Regions from separate parts of the Mus musculus genome. Here region 2 is linked to region 1. The links are chromatin contacts, called in public HiChIP or PLAC-seq maps. All regions are on one chromosome and are shown on one strand. The core of a region is the stretch at or near the end of the contact, and the rest is flanking DNA. Distances in the headings are between cores, read along the strand shown. Region 1 has its middle 9.2 kb from the start of Lcn5. Region 2 has its middle 16 kb from the start of Ralgds.

Region 1 (5,822 bases), core at 2,088-4,587:
AAAAGAGAGCCCATACTCATTCTGACCACCCAGTTAGGTGGGGAGTATAAATTATTTGAAACCACCTTTACTCAGAACTAGGACTTGACTTGGTGGCTGGAAACATTTCCTGTCAGCCTGAGTGGAAGTGGTGGGGATGAGTAAAGTAAAATGTCATCCCCCTGTGGTGGTAGAAGTCAAGGCACAGGTTACCCCAGAGTCTCTCAGACAATACCCTATGTCTCCAGAGGCACGAGAAGGAATTAAGCCACACATCTCCAGGCTCGTCCAGCTTGGGGTGTTGCTAAGTGCCATTTGGCCTGGAACACACCACTCCTGCCACTTAAGAAGCTGGGCACTAACGATTCCCGCCCAGTCCAGGACTTGCAAGAGATAAACCGCTGAGTGGCTGACATTCACCCTACTGTGCCAAACCCCTATGCTCTGTTGAGTTCTTTGCCACCTTCCAGAATTTGGTACCCAGTCTTAAACTTGAAAGATGCTTTCTTCTGCCTGCCCTTGACCCCCCAAAGTCAAGAATACTTCGAGTTTGAATGGAAAGACTTTTCTGATTGACCCCCTCTGGGAGCCAAGGCTACCTGGTTTACAGACAAGAGCCATTTTCTCCATGAAGGTCAGAGACAAGCAGGTGCTGCCGTAGTGGACAGCACAAATGTCATCTGGGCTGAACCTCTACCAAAGCCTTGGAACTGGGGCTGGCAAGAAAATTAGCATCTACATGGATAGCAGGTGTGCCTTTGCCACAGCCCAAGTCAATGGAGCTATACACCAAGAAAGAGGACTGCTCACATCAAAGGGAAAGAAATTTTTAAAAACAAGCAGAAAATCTTGGAGCTCTTGGATGCCCCGATGAAGCTGGCAACTGTGAGTATTATTCATTGCTCAGGACATCAGGAGGGAAGAGATTCTGGCCCAGGGCAATAACCTGGCAGATCAATTGTCTCGAGAAGTGGCTACGCAGGAGCCTATCCTGGTTATGGACCTGCAAGAGGCACCTGCTGGGGAATAGGAATAGGACTAAGGGATAACATCACTTAAAATATACTGAAGAAGAAAGGACTCAGATTGCTAGCCACCCTAACTACTATTACCTAGAGAAGGAAGGGCAATGTCATACATAAGAAGGAAACACTATACTCCCCAGAAAGCAAGCAAAAGACTTACTAGGCCAAATAAACAGCTGGACTCATTTAGGGGATAAAAAGCTTGTCCAAGCAGTTAAGGGATCTGAAGTATATATAGTGGATCTCAGGTTTTGGGCCAGAGAGAGCAGTGTATGGTATGCCAGCAAGTGAATGCTTATGCAGCCAAGAGTAAACAGGGCAAAAGACCTAGGGGAGAGCCTGGAGTTTATTGGGAGGTCGATTTTACAGAGGTTAAGACAGGAAAATATGGTCATAAATACCTTCTAGTGTTTGTGGATACTCTCTCTGGATGGGCTGAGGCTTTCCTCACCAAGCAGGAAACAGCTACTGTGGTAGCCATTTCTTCTAGATATTAGAAGAAATTATCTACAGGTTCAGAGTGCCCAAGGTAATTGGATCAGACAACGGTCCTGCTTTTGTCTCTAAGGTAAATCAGGGATTGGCAGAGATATTGGGGACTAATTGGAAGCCCCATTGTCCATGCCATCCCCAGAGCTCAGGGCAGGTAGAGAGAATGAACAGAACCCCTACAAGAGACCTTAACTAAATTGTCCTTGGAGACTGGGGCTGACTGGGTGGTGATCCTTCCCTTGGCTCTGTTCTGAGCCCGGAACACCCACGTGACCTCTCTCTCTCTCTCTTTTTTTTTTGTGGGTGGGGGGGGGGTTTCAAGACAGGGTTTCTCTGTGTAGCTCTGGCTGTCCTGGAACTCACTTTGTAGTCCAGGCTGGCCTCAAACTCGGAAATCCACCTGCCTCTGCCTCCCAAGTGCTGGGATTAAAGGCATGCACCACCACTGTCCGGCAACGTGACCTCTTTTGAGATCCTGTATGGAACCCCCATTCCCTTGACCCCGGCTCTTGACCCCCTCACCCCCAGAGTGACTTTTCAGGCTGACAAGGATCATATAGCTCGATTGCAAGCTTTCCAGAGCAGCCACCAGCAATTGTGGCCTACACTTAGTGCCCTGTATAAAACAGGTACCCCAGAGGTTCCACATGAGTACCAAGTTGGAGATCAGGTATATGTTAAGAGACGTCATGCTGAAAACTTGAAAGCAAAGTGGAAAAGACCGTTCCTGGTGTTGTTGACCACCCCAACCTCCGTTAAAGTGGATGGAGCTCATGTAACTCACGTCAGACCAGCACCTGCACCTGATGCCAACTGGATAGCAGCCAGACACCTGAGCAACTTCCTCAAGCTCAAGATCACCCACCCTTCTGCAAAGCCAGGGAAACCATGAGATGCCTATGGTGTATCTTCCTTCCCACTGAGCCTCAGCACCCCCCACAACCCTACCAAAGTAACTTGAGAAGTACTCTCAGCCACTGGGGATGTAGCTTGGTCCACTACAGAGGAACATCTGCCTTGTATCTGGTGGCCAGACCTTGTCTTTGATCTCTGTAAGTTAGCGGTGAGCATTGACTCCTGGGATATCTCTACTCTAGCGACACAGGGGGAGGGATTACCTGAACGTAGGGGAAGAGGGACCTGTGAATCTAAACCATGTCCCAGAAGCGGCCTTGGAGGGTGGGGTTTAGGGTGTGGATACCCAAAGTTGAGGGGTGTCCTGCGAGAAACCTCCATATATGTGTGCCTCCGAAATGGGAGAAGCCAACAGCAGGGTCATCAGTGTTGGGGGGGGGGGGTCACCATTTCTTCTGTGCTACCTGGGGGTGTGAAACATTGGGAAGCACATCCTGGAGACCATTCCGGGGGTAGTAAAGGATTCGATGGCCAAGGCAAGAGAAGGGCTAGGCAAGCGATACAAAGAAAGAGAACAGAGTCAGGGCTAGTTTGGAGTCTTGGCTTAACTCCTCCCCTTGGTTAACCACCTTCATATCTACCTTGTTAGGACCCCTAATTGTTCTCCTGCTATTGTTGACCTTTGGACCCTACATATTGAACAAACTTATATCCTTCATAAAAGAGAGAATAGGAGCAGTACAGCTGGTGGTCCTGCACCAACAATATGAGACCCTGAGGACAGGACCTGAAAAATATGAGCTAGTTACCTAAGACCCCTGACTGTAGCTCCAGGATTGGATCTTGGAAAAAGGGGGGAATGAGAGGCTCTAAGGACTTTTTCCAATCCCACACCCTCCTTACAGCTTCTCCCTCCCTCCTGGGGTCAAAGCTAGGCCAAGTTCCATTTTCCACACAAAAGATCATTCTTGAGTAAAAATTCTCATAAGGTACTGCTGACAGTCACCTGACCCTCTGGAAAGTCCCATGTAGAGTTCAGATGTGTGCCATGTTTGCTAGCCAATAGACTTAAAGGTCAATATGCTTAGACAATAACCTTTAACTGTAACCTTGCTGATGTAACATGTGCCCTTAAAAAGAATAAAAGTATAAAAGTAACAGTCATTTGGGGTCTCCTTCTAGTAACTCGCTTTGAGGCACTAATTGAAGGTTGACCCCAATGTGCCAGAAAATAAAGTTCTTGTTTTTGCATCAATCTGCATCTCGGGGTCTCACTTGGGGGCATCTCGAAGTAAGTTCCACTGACCAAGTATCGGAGTCTTACAAAATGAACCAATTCAAGCCGGGTTGGATTAGAAGATATTAAATGCAGGTTTACTGGGCAGCTGCTCTTTGGCAAGTTCAGTGGCCCCAAGGACAGAGACCAGGAAAGTCACCATGGGGCGGGAAGAGGGGGAAGAGAAAGAGAGAAAGACCGGGTGTGCAGAGAGAGAAGAGAAGGGAAGGGAAGGGAGGGGAGGAGAGGGAGGAGGAGGAGGAGGAGGAGGAGGAGGAGGAGGAGGAGGAGGAGGAGGAGGAGGAGGAATTTTAGACAGTGTCTCCTGGACCTAAAACACCAGATCTTCCTGCCTCAGCCTCTTGAGGGCTAGGATTACAGACATGTGCCACTATTCGTGGCTCAGGAAGGGAAATGTTTTATAGGATTCAAATATTATCTTGAACAAGGCAAAGACTTTACAGGGCTCAGATATTCTTAGCTATAGGGTTGGTATAGGCTGGGATCAGTCAGACTTAGTTCACATTCCACCAGTGTTATCTAGAAGTCACAAAACTGCCAGGTCAGTCACAGAAGTTAATAGTAAATGGTTATTGAAGGGAACAAAATAGCCTGAGATCATGTGTGTCTGTGCATCTGTGTGTGTGTGTGTGTGTGTGTGTGTGTGTGTGTGTGTGTGTGTGTGTGTGTATGAGTTAGTTTGTGTGTGTGTGTGTGTCTGTATGTGTGAGTTTGTGTGTGTGTGTGTGTGATATGTGTATGTGTCACAGTACTCTAGTGGAGGTTAGGAGTTACTTTTCTGGAGTCAGTTCTCCCCTTTTGAAAAGACTCTAGCTAGCCTAAGCATGGCAGACACGGCTTTGGCAGCCTTTCCCTTCTCCCTTCATTCCGTGTGCCTTGTTAAACTGTTGGATTACATTCCTAAAGCTAGCCACTAAGGTCTAGTCATCTCTCCAGTCCCCAAATACCTCATACTAAAATGGGGTTTCTAATTTTACTTTTATAAACTGTCATTTGCCTATGGGCCGTATTTGTCTCTCTATCCAGAGGCTGTCCTTTGTTCCTGCCCCCCAACAGCCTCCCTTCCCTCCCCTTCTCCCTTATCCTTGTCCTCTGCCTCCTGTCTTTGTCTCTTATTCTGGCCCTTTGTCCCTCTGGGACAAATAGATCTCCTTTGTCCTAAGAACTTGATCTTGGGATATCCCGAGCTAAGACTGTTCCCTGCACCTTCCACTGGGGCTGCTGGGGACCAAATTCAGGTCATCAAGCTTTTGCAGCAAGCACTTTTACCCAGTGGTCCATCTTACTGGCCAAGTCCACACGTTCTTAAACTTGGATATGACTTATTAGAGATTCTCAGTTCTGAATTGTCCTGCCTGCCTGGGAGGTAAGACATCTGCATCCGCATGTGCTGCGTGCTCTTGACTTTTGCTATTGCCTCCAAAGTACTGGCTTGGCCATGCCGAATGAGATATCCCCACATGTGATTTTTATGTTTGTTTCTTTATTCTGTTCATTTTCCCTAAGTGTTGGGAGTCTCTAAATTAATGTTCTCATCAAGTTTAGGAGTAACTTGATATTTTATAACTTTATAAAATATTTTTATCTATATAAAATTTATAATTTGGTATTATTCTAAACTTTAAGATACTGTGGTGACTAACTTTGTCAACATAATTAGATTAATGAATGCCTTGGGCCTTGGTAAGGCACACCTCTGGGGTGTGTCCCACAGAGGTTTAACTGAAGAGGAAAGTCCTGCTTTAACTGTAAGTCATCACACTGGGGTCTCATGGACTGAATACAAAGAAGGAAAGGGAGAAGCCATTGCTGGCATCCCACAGTGAGTTCCAGCTGCCTGCTCTCACTGCCGTGAACTCTGCCATGCTTTCTCTTGTATGTCTCCGACAGGGCCCTCGCAGGTCAGAAGTCAACATACGTCGGGGTTTTTTTCCTTTGGTTGGTTTTTTTGTTTTGTTTGTTTGTCTTGGTCAGGTATTTGGTCACTTACTGTTAGTTACTGAAAAGTAACTAACTCAGACACTGTTGATTCAAATATGTTTCTACACACCTCCTGCTCTTCTGTTTGACGGCTGCTTTGTATGTGCATGCTTACAGAGGGCACAGGGTGACATCAGGTGACTCAGACAGCATCTGCTTTTGTTTTAAAAAGGGTTGCTCATTGATGCGTCTAA
Region 2 (6,218 bases), core at 2,258-4,757, 2.9 Mb before region 1:
GTCTTGAAGGCCCAGAGACCTGGGAAGAGGCCTGAAAGGCACAGCATTTTCCCCACACAACTACCCCACAAGGACAGACTGTGACCCGGTGGCTCCCTCCCTCAGTGCCTACATCTATAGCTTCTGTGCCCAGCACCTGTTCCTGGCAGGGCTGCCGGGAGCAGTGCAGGAAGCCAGGGCTCTGTGAAGGGATTTCCCAGCCCTGGTTGCTAGGAAGGAAATACTCTTAGAATCCCAAAGATGTTGAGAATACGAATCTCAGCCCCTTCCCAGGGGACACCACCTGCCCACATGCTCCCTCCAGCCTCTGGTTGTCACTCTGGCCACTCAGGGCTGCTCCAAGCCAGGTGAACCACCTTGCTTTTAAAATTAAAGTCCAATCTTGAGCATGGATGTTCAGTTCAGAGGCCTGAAACTGGCCCCGGGGAAGCAGTGGATGACGGCAAGGCCACGTCAGATGGCTCAGACAATAGACCCCACCTCCCGGGGTCTGCGTGGGAATATTTGTGGATTCAATTCAGAGCCTGCAAGTGTCCTTGCCTGTTGCCTGTTCTAAGAGCTGTCCCTTCTGGAGAATCCTGTGGCTATCTGCCTTCAGATACTCCCTGTACCTTTGGAAGGCCTGCTTGTGTGGTGTCAGGTGTCTGAGCACCCTCATATACACTTTAAGTCTTTAAGCCTGCAGGGGAGGTCATGAAGGCTTGGGGTTAAAGGGCTAAGTCAGGATTCTCATCTGCCTGGCTTCATCCTCCTCCCTTCTGACTTCCAGACAAGCCAGACCTGCTAGCACCTCCCCCTCCTTGTGACAATCAGGGCTGGGCCACAGTCAGGCAAGGGTGGATTCCTTTGCAATGGATTTCTTTCAGGTGGGGAGAACCCCAAGGACTCAAAATCATTTCTTCTCTGCCCTCCCAGTTTGAACTTTTGTTTTGTTTTATTTTGTTTTTTGAGACAGGGTTTCTCTGTGTAACCCTGGCTGTCCTGGAATTCACTCTGTAGACCAGGCTGGCCTTGAACTCAGAAATCTATCTGCCTCTGCCTCCCAAGTGCTGGGATTAAAGGCATGCGCCACCACTGCCGGGCCCAGTTTGAACTTTACTGGGCTATCTCACCTACCCCCAGTCTCTTGGGACATGTCACCTCTAGGGTCAGGATGGAATCCGGGAAGAGACAGAAGAGGAGGTAGGTTACACAGGCCCACCTCTCCTCATCTCCTTTGGCAATAAAGGGCCTTGGGCAGTGCTCAAGGGCAACGGCTCAGCCCTCTTCAGGGGAACAGACTCTGGGTTTCAACTCAGAGGAGGCGAGCAGGGAGAGGACTCAGTCCTCTCACCCAGCCCCGCAAGAGCAAGAAGCCTCAGCTCCTTAATTATGCACCCAGTCTAAGGGCAGGGCTACAAGGCCAGTCCAGGAGGTAGCCAGAGGCCACCTCTTGCTAGACTGTGTCCCTGAACAGCCTTCTTCCAGCACAGGGTTGGGCTCCACAAATGAACATAGCAGCACCTAAGGGGATCTATAGTTACCTATTCCCTTGCAGGGAGGCCAGGAGTGGGAATTTCCTTGGAGAAAGGGAAAGGGGAAGGAGAGAGAACACAGACAGGTTCTGAAGGATGGTAGCATGCACCTTTATCCCAGAACGTAGGAGGTAGGGGCAGGCAGATCTCTATGAGTTCAAGGCCAGCCTGATCTACATGGTGATATTGTTCTAAAAAATATACAAACAAACGAAAAAACACTGACTGGCTTAGCAATCATTTCAGGATATTTAATACTAAAACCTCAAGCCCAGTGTCCAGCTGCCCAGACTGTGTGCTGGAATCCAGTTACCTCAACCTCAAACCCTGGAATCTACCAGCGGAGGCAGGCAGACTCAGCCACGTGCAGGCCCTGGGCCCGATTTCCCACATCCCATGCAAGTCCCCAAACGTGACATAACTTACGGGGCAGTATTGATGTTTAAAGTGGTGAGCACACAGGGAAAGGGACAGATGAGCCAGAGATGGAGAAACAGGTCAAGAGGAATTATGCTGTGGTCAGCCGGCTAGTTAGTCTCAAAGTTGGTTTGAGACCACAGCCTTGTATTCCAGGAGCTCCAGGGGACTCTTGGTCTTTGCCACACCTGGGATGCTGCCGTGCCCCAGGACTAGGGAGTCCGGGGCTACAGGGTATTTGTGTTGTTAAAACATCGTGCCTGTCCCTCTGGAATGGCCGGCACCAGGCTACAATTGACTGTACAGCTGATTCTGAATCTTTCTGACATTCTACCACTGTCCAATTGTCACTCGGATATCTAGAAAATGGCATTGGTTGCTAAGGGACTGGCCTGATGGTAGGCAGCTGCAGCTTGGGGTAATAGGAAGAGGGAGTAGACTGGGGTTTCTCTCAGTAAGGATCCTGGGGCTGTGGGCTGCTAGGCCCTATATGGAGGTGTGGGTGGATCAACCACAGGAGGTAACCACTCAGAGCTAAGAGCCACACACAGGCGGTGGGAAAGCCCCTAGCCGGGAGTCTTCCTGCAGGTATTTTGGGGGACTATGGTTGCTAAGCAACTGTACTAGGTTGCCATGGGAACTCTCCCTTCTTCTGGGACTTGTCATTTTTATGGAGATGCCACATTCCTTCCCATCTCTACCTCCTCAGGCTGTCTCAGCTACCTGTAAGGGGCCCTGGAGGCTCCCCAAACCTACCTTTGCCTACAAGGAAGCCACCTATCCAAGAAAGTACTATGCCTCTAAGACTCAGTTTGGGGGTGTGTGTGTAGGGGATTCAGGTCTCACAGTGTACCTCAGGATGACCTTGAACTCATAATTCTCCTGCCTCAGCTGGGATTGCAGTCGTGCACCACCCCGTGACCCTCTAAGAGAGGATTCTCTTGAGGTTCAAGACCCAACACAGAAAGCAGAGTTGAGGCCCTCATTAGAGTCAGGGGGATGAAAAAAATCTGTCTAGCTTGGTTTGCATCTCCATTCCTGCTAACCACCAACTCAGGCTCTTCCTGCCTTGACAGGGCTCTGACCACTAGAAGCCCAGTATAACTGGAAGGCATTCTCCGCCCTAGCCCTGGTGCCTGGCCCCTCCCTGGCTTGTCTGTAAAGGAGTGTCACCTGGGGCTTGCCATTACCCAACCAGGGGTTGTCCCCATGCCCAGCCAACCAGTGTTGGCAGCAGGCCATGCTGGGTAGACATGCCTCCTCTGGGACAGGCTAAGGCTAAGGTCCCTGCCAGCCATGTGTTGTATAAGCAGCTCACCTTTCCCTAAAACTACTTCTTGTGGCCTGTGGTAATAGGTAGGGGAGCTGTCTGGAAACTGCAGTAGGCCAAGGCAACTTACTGGTGACGAGCCAGAGGGAGGCAAAGTCCAGGCCCCAAGGTGTGTGTGTTGGGGAGAGGGGGTGGGGGAGAAGCTGAGGTCTCCTCAGTGGTTACCAGCAACACCCTGCTGCTCGCCTGCTCTCATTCTGATTTCCTTCAGTGTGTGTCACCAAGGATGACTCCTGACCTGTTTACAGTTTGCTTTGTCTCCTGGCAACCAGATGAGCTTTTGTGGAAACTCGGGACAGGGCAGTGCAGTACTGAACTTCCACACCAGAGGTTACAGCGCCACCTGCTGGTGCTACCATTGGTGGCCTTCAAGCCTTCCTACACAGGTGAAATTCTGCCAGATCCTAAGGAACCTGGCCTTCCCTATAACCCTCCTCACAGGCTCAGCTGTGTCCTTCCAAAAGCCCTTGGGTCCTGCAGATCCAGGCAACACAAGGCTAGACTGGGATGGGGTCAGGTCAGGGCTCACTCTCTCACTCTCACACACTCTCTCTCTCTCTCTCTCTCTCTCTCTCTCTCACACACACACACACACACACACACACACACACACACACACACACACACACGATGTCCTTACAGTAATGGAGACAACCAGACACAGACACACAGAGACACAGACACACAGAGGCAGCTGTGTGGAGGCAGAGGACTACAGACACGTTTAGGGGGATTTAAAGCTAAGGACTACAGCCATGCCAGAAGCTGTGGTTCAGTGGTGTTGATGCCTTGCTTTTAGGCTTCTGTCCTCTAGAACCACGAGAGATTTCTGTTGCACAGGGTCATCCAGTATATGGCATTCTGCTAGAGCAGCCACAGGACACTAACACAACGTACCAGGCCTGTCACCTTTTTGTCACCGTCATGCCTACCTCGCTGACTCTTGTCTCGCTCCCTGTCAGCTTTCTGCACTGCTCTTCCTGCTTTCTCTCGTGTGGCTGACCTATGAGATGCACAAGCACATGGATGAATGGCTCTCCAGCTCTGCTACTTCACCAAGTTCAGACAACCGTAAAAGTCAGAAGCTGGGGAAATGGCTCAGAGGTTACAGGGCCAGGACCTCCACGACTCAGGCAAATGCCTGATGGCTGTGGCTATCCAGACAGATATAAATCTAGCCTCAAAGGATAGAGACGGAATCTCCAGAGCAAGCTGGCCAGCAAGCCCAGCCCTATTAGTTGAGACCCTGCCTCCCTCAATGATCACAGCACCTACCATATGCATGTGCCAACACATGCATCTACGCCCAGTGTGTTGGAGTTCCCAGCACTCGGAAGAGGATGTCTGTGAGTTCTGGGGTCTACACAGTGAGTTCCAGGATAGCTAGTGCTATGTAGAGACCCAGTCTCAAAACAAATGAACCAAAACTCATGCACAACATATATACACATATATGTATAACACACATACCTGAAAATGGAAGAGGAAAAAGTCAAGAGACAGCAGCAGGTGTGCAGATGGGGGGTGGGGTGGGGTGGGGTGACAGCAATGAAGGCAATAGCAGGTGAGGAAGAAGATGCTTCCTGCTGCTCATGGCCACCCTGGTGCCAGGACAACCAACCTCTGTGTTTCCATATCCCTGGCCCTTCGATCTCAGGAGGCTAAAGGCCATGTGAGTCACCCATCTCTGTCCTTTGTTTTCCTCTCAAGGCCTACCTGGTCTCCCATAAGCACAGTGGAGACTCATTCCAGCACCTACTTGACCGTGTGTGTGTGTGTGTGTGTGTGTGTGTGTGTATGTGTGTGTAAGATGACACCGTAACACTTGGGGACTGCTGTCAGCTGTGACTAAAACACAACCTTAAGAGTTGGAAGAATTGTGGGTGGGGATGGAGAGTGGCAGGGATATAAACTACAGCAAGCCTGGCTCTGGGCAGTGGTACAGGGACAGTCATGTCCTCTCTTGGTCTCCTCTCCCAGCCTACACACTGGAGGGTCGACAGGTAAGCAAAGTCAGATGTGCCCCTCTGGCACACACCTCCCATTGGCCTGCATGCTAACTCTTCTGCTCAGCCCATACATCAACCCTAAGCCGCCGGCCGATCCCCACCAGCCCTAACCCCATCCCCTGAAGTGGGCTGGAACTGACTAGCTTCCAACTAACAAATACCATGACCACAAGGTCACGGCCAATGTTCTGTTTAGAAAGCATCTTGTGTCTTACTGGATTTCTTGTTTCCTCCTGGCCCTCCGTCTTCCCTGTCCGACTCTGAGGAGGCGGCAGGTTCTGATGTTATGAGCCGTTTTACAGAAAGGCAGGTCCACATGGCCAAGAAGCCAGAGAGGTCTCATGGTCACCGTGGATCCTGCCAACCACAGCAGGATGAGCTCCAAAGTGGTTCTTCCCAGCTGAGCCAGCGTGGGTCTTGTAACATGAAATGGATTATTATCAAGGTCTGGGGGCCGTTGGCTGTGAGTCAGGGGCAGATTCTCACACCTCGGAGGATAAACAGAACATCTGCTTCTCCTCTTGTATTCTTAGGTGTTTCCTTTTTTTGGGGGGGAGCAGGGGGTTCGAGACAGGGTTTCTCTGTGTAGCCCTGGCTATCCTGGAACTCACTCTGTAGACCAGGCTGGCCTCGAACTCAGAAATCCGCCTGCCTCAGCTTCCGAGTGCTGGGATTAAAGGCGCTCGCCACCACGCCCGGCTCTTAGGTGTTTCCTAAGGGCAGGACCTACCTACAGCCGTCATTTTAAGAGCCACACCCAGGAGCAAGGTAGCCACTGGTTAGAGTTCAGGCACGCAAGGCACTACGGGAAAAGACAAGAGGAAGCCAGGGCCCTTACACCCAACTCACTCTGAGGACAGGGATGCTAGTTGGGGGAGGCCTGAAAGAGTGGAACACACAACACCGAAAGAATGACTCTTGGAACTCTGTCCCCCTCCCCCGCAGTTG

What was found. HiChIP or PLAC-seq counts read pairs in DNA pulled down with a chosen protein or histone mark.
Region 2: a contact with region 1 is called in an H3K27ac HiChIP or PLAC-seq map of thymic regulatory T cells, with 9 times the contacts expected there. The contact joins two enhancer-like sites. A contact is called at or near these places in 1 of 39 promoter capture datasets (liver) and 1 of 115 datasets of contacts at active chromatin or transcription factors (thymic regulatory T cells).

What each region holds. Positions count from the first base shown.
Region 1 is chr2:25,664,291-25,670,112 of GRCm38.p6, reverse strand. No RefSeq gene overlaps it. Among named protein-coding and RNA genes, the nearest start is that of Lcn5, 9.2 kb to the right of the region's middle. Within about 2 kb of position 3,337, at least 5 of the 459 cell types and tissues checked have an H3K27ac peak or open chromatin away from gene starts, as enhancers often do. A contact at or near this core is called in thymic regulatory T cells, where this site is marked.
Region 2 is chr2:28,514,725-28,520,942 of GRCm38.p6, reverse strand. It overlaps a transcript of Ralgds not described here. Among named protein-coding and RNA genes, the nearest start is that of Ralgds, 16 kb to the left of the region's middle. Within about 2 kb of position 3,507, at least 225 of the 459 cell types and tissues checked have an H3K27ac peak or open chromatin away from gene starts, as enhancers often do. A contact at or near this core is called in thymic regulatory T cells, where this site is marked.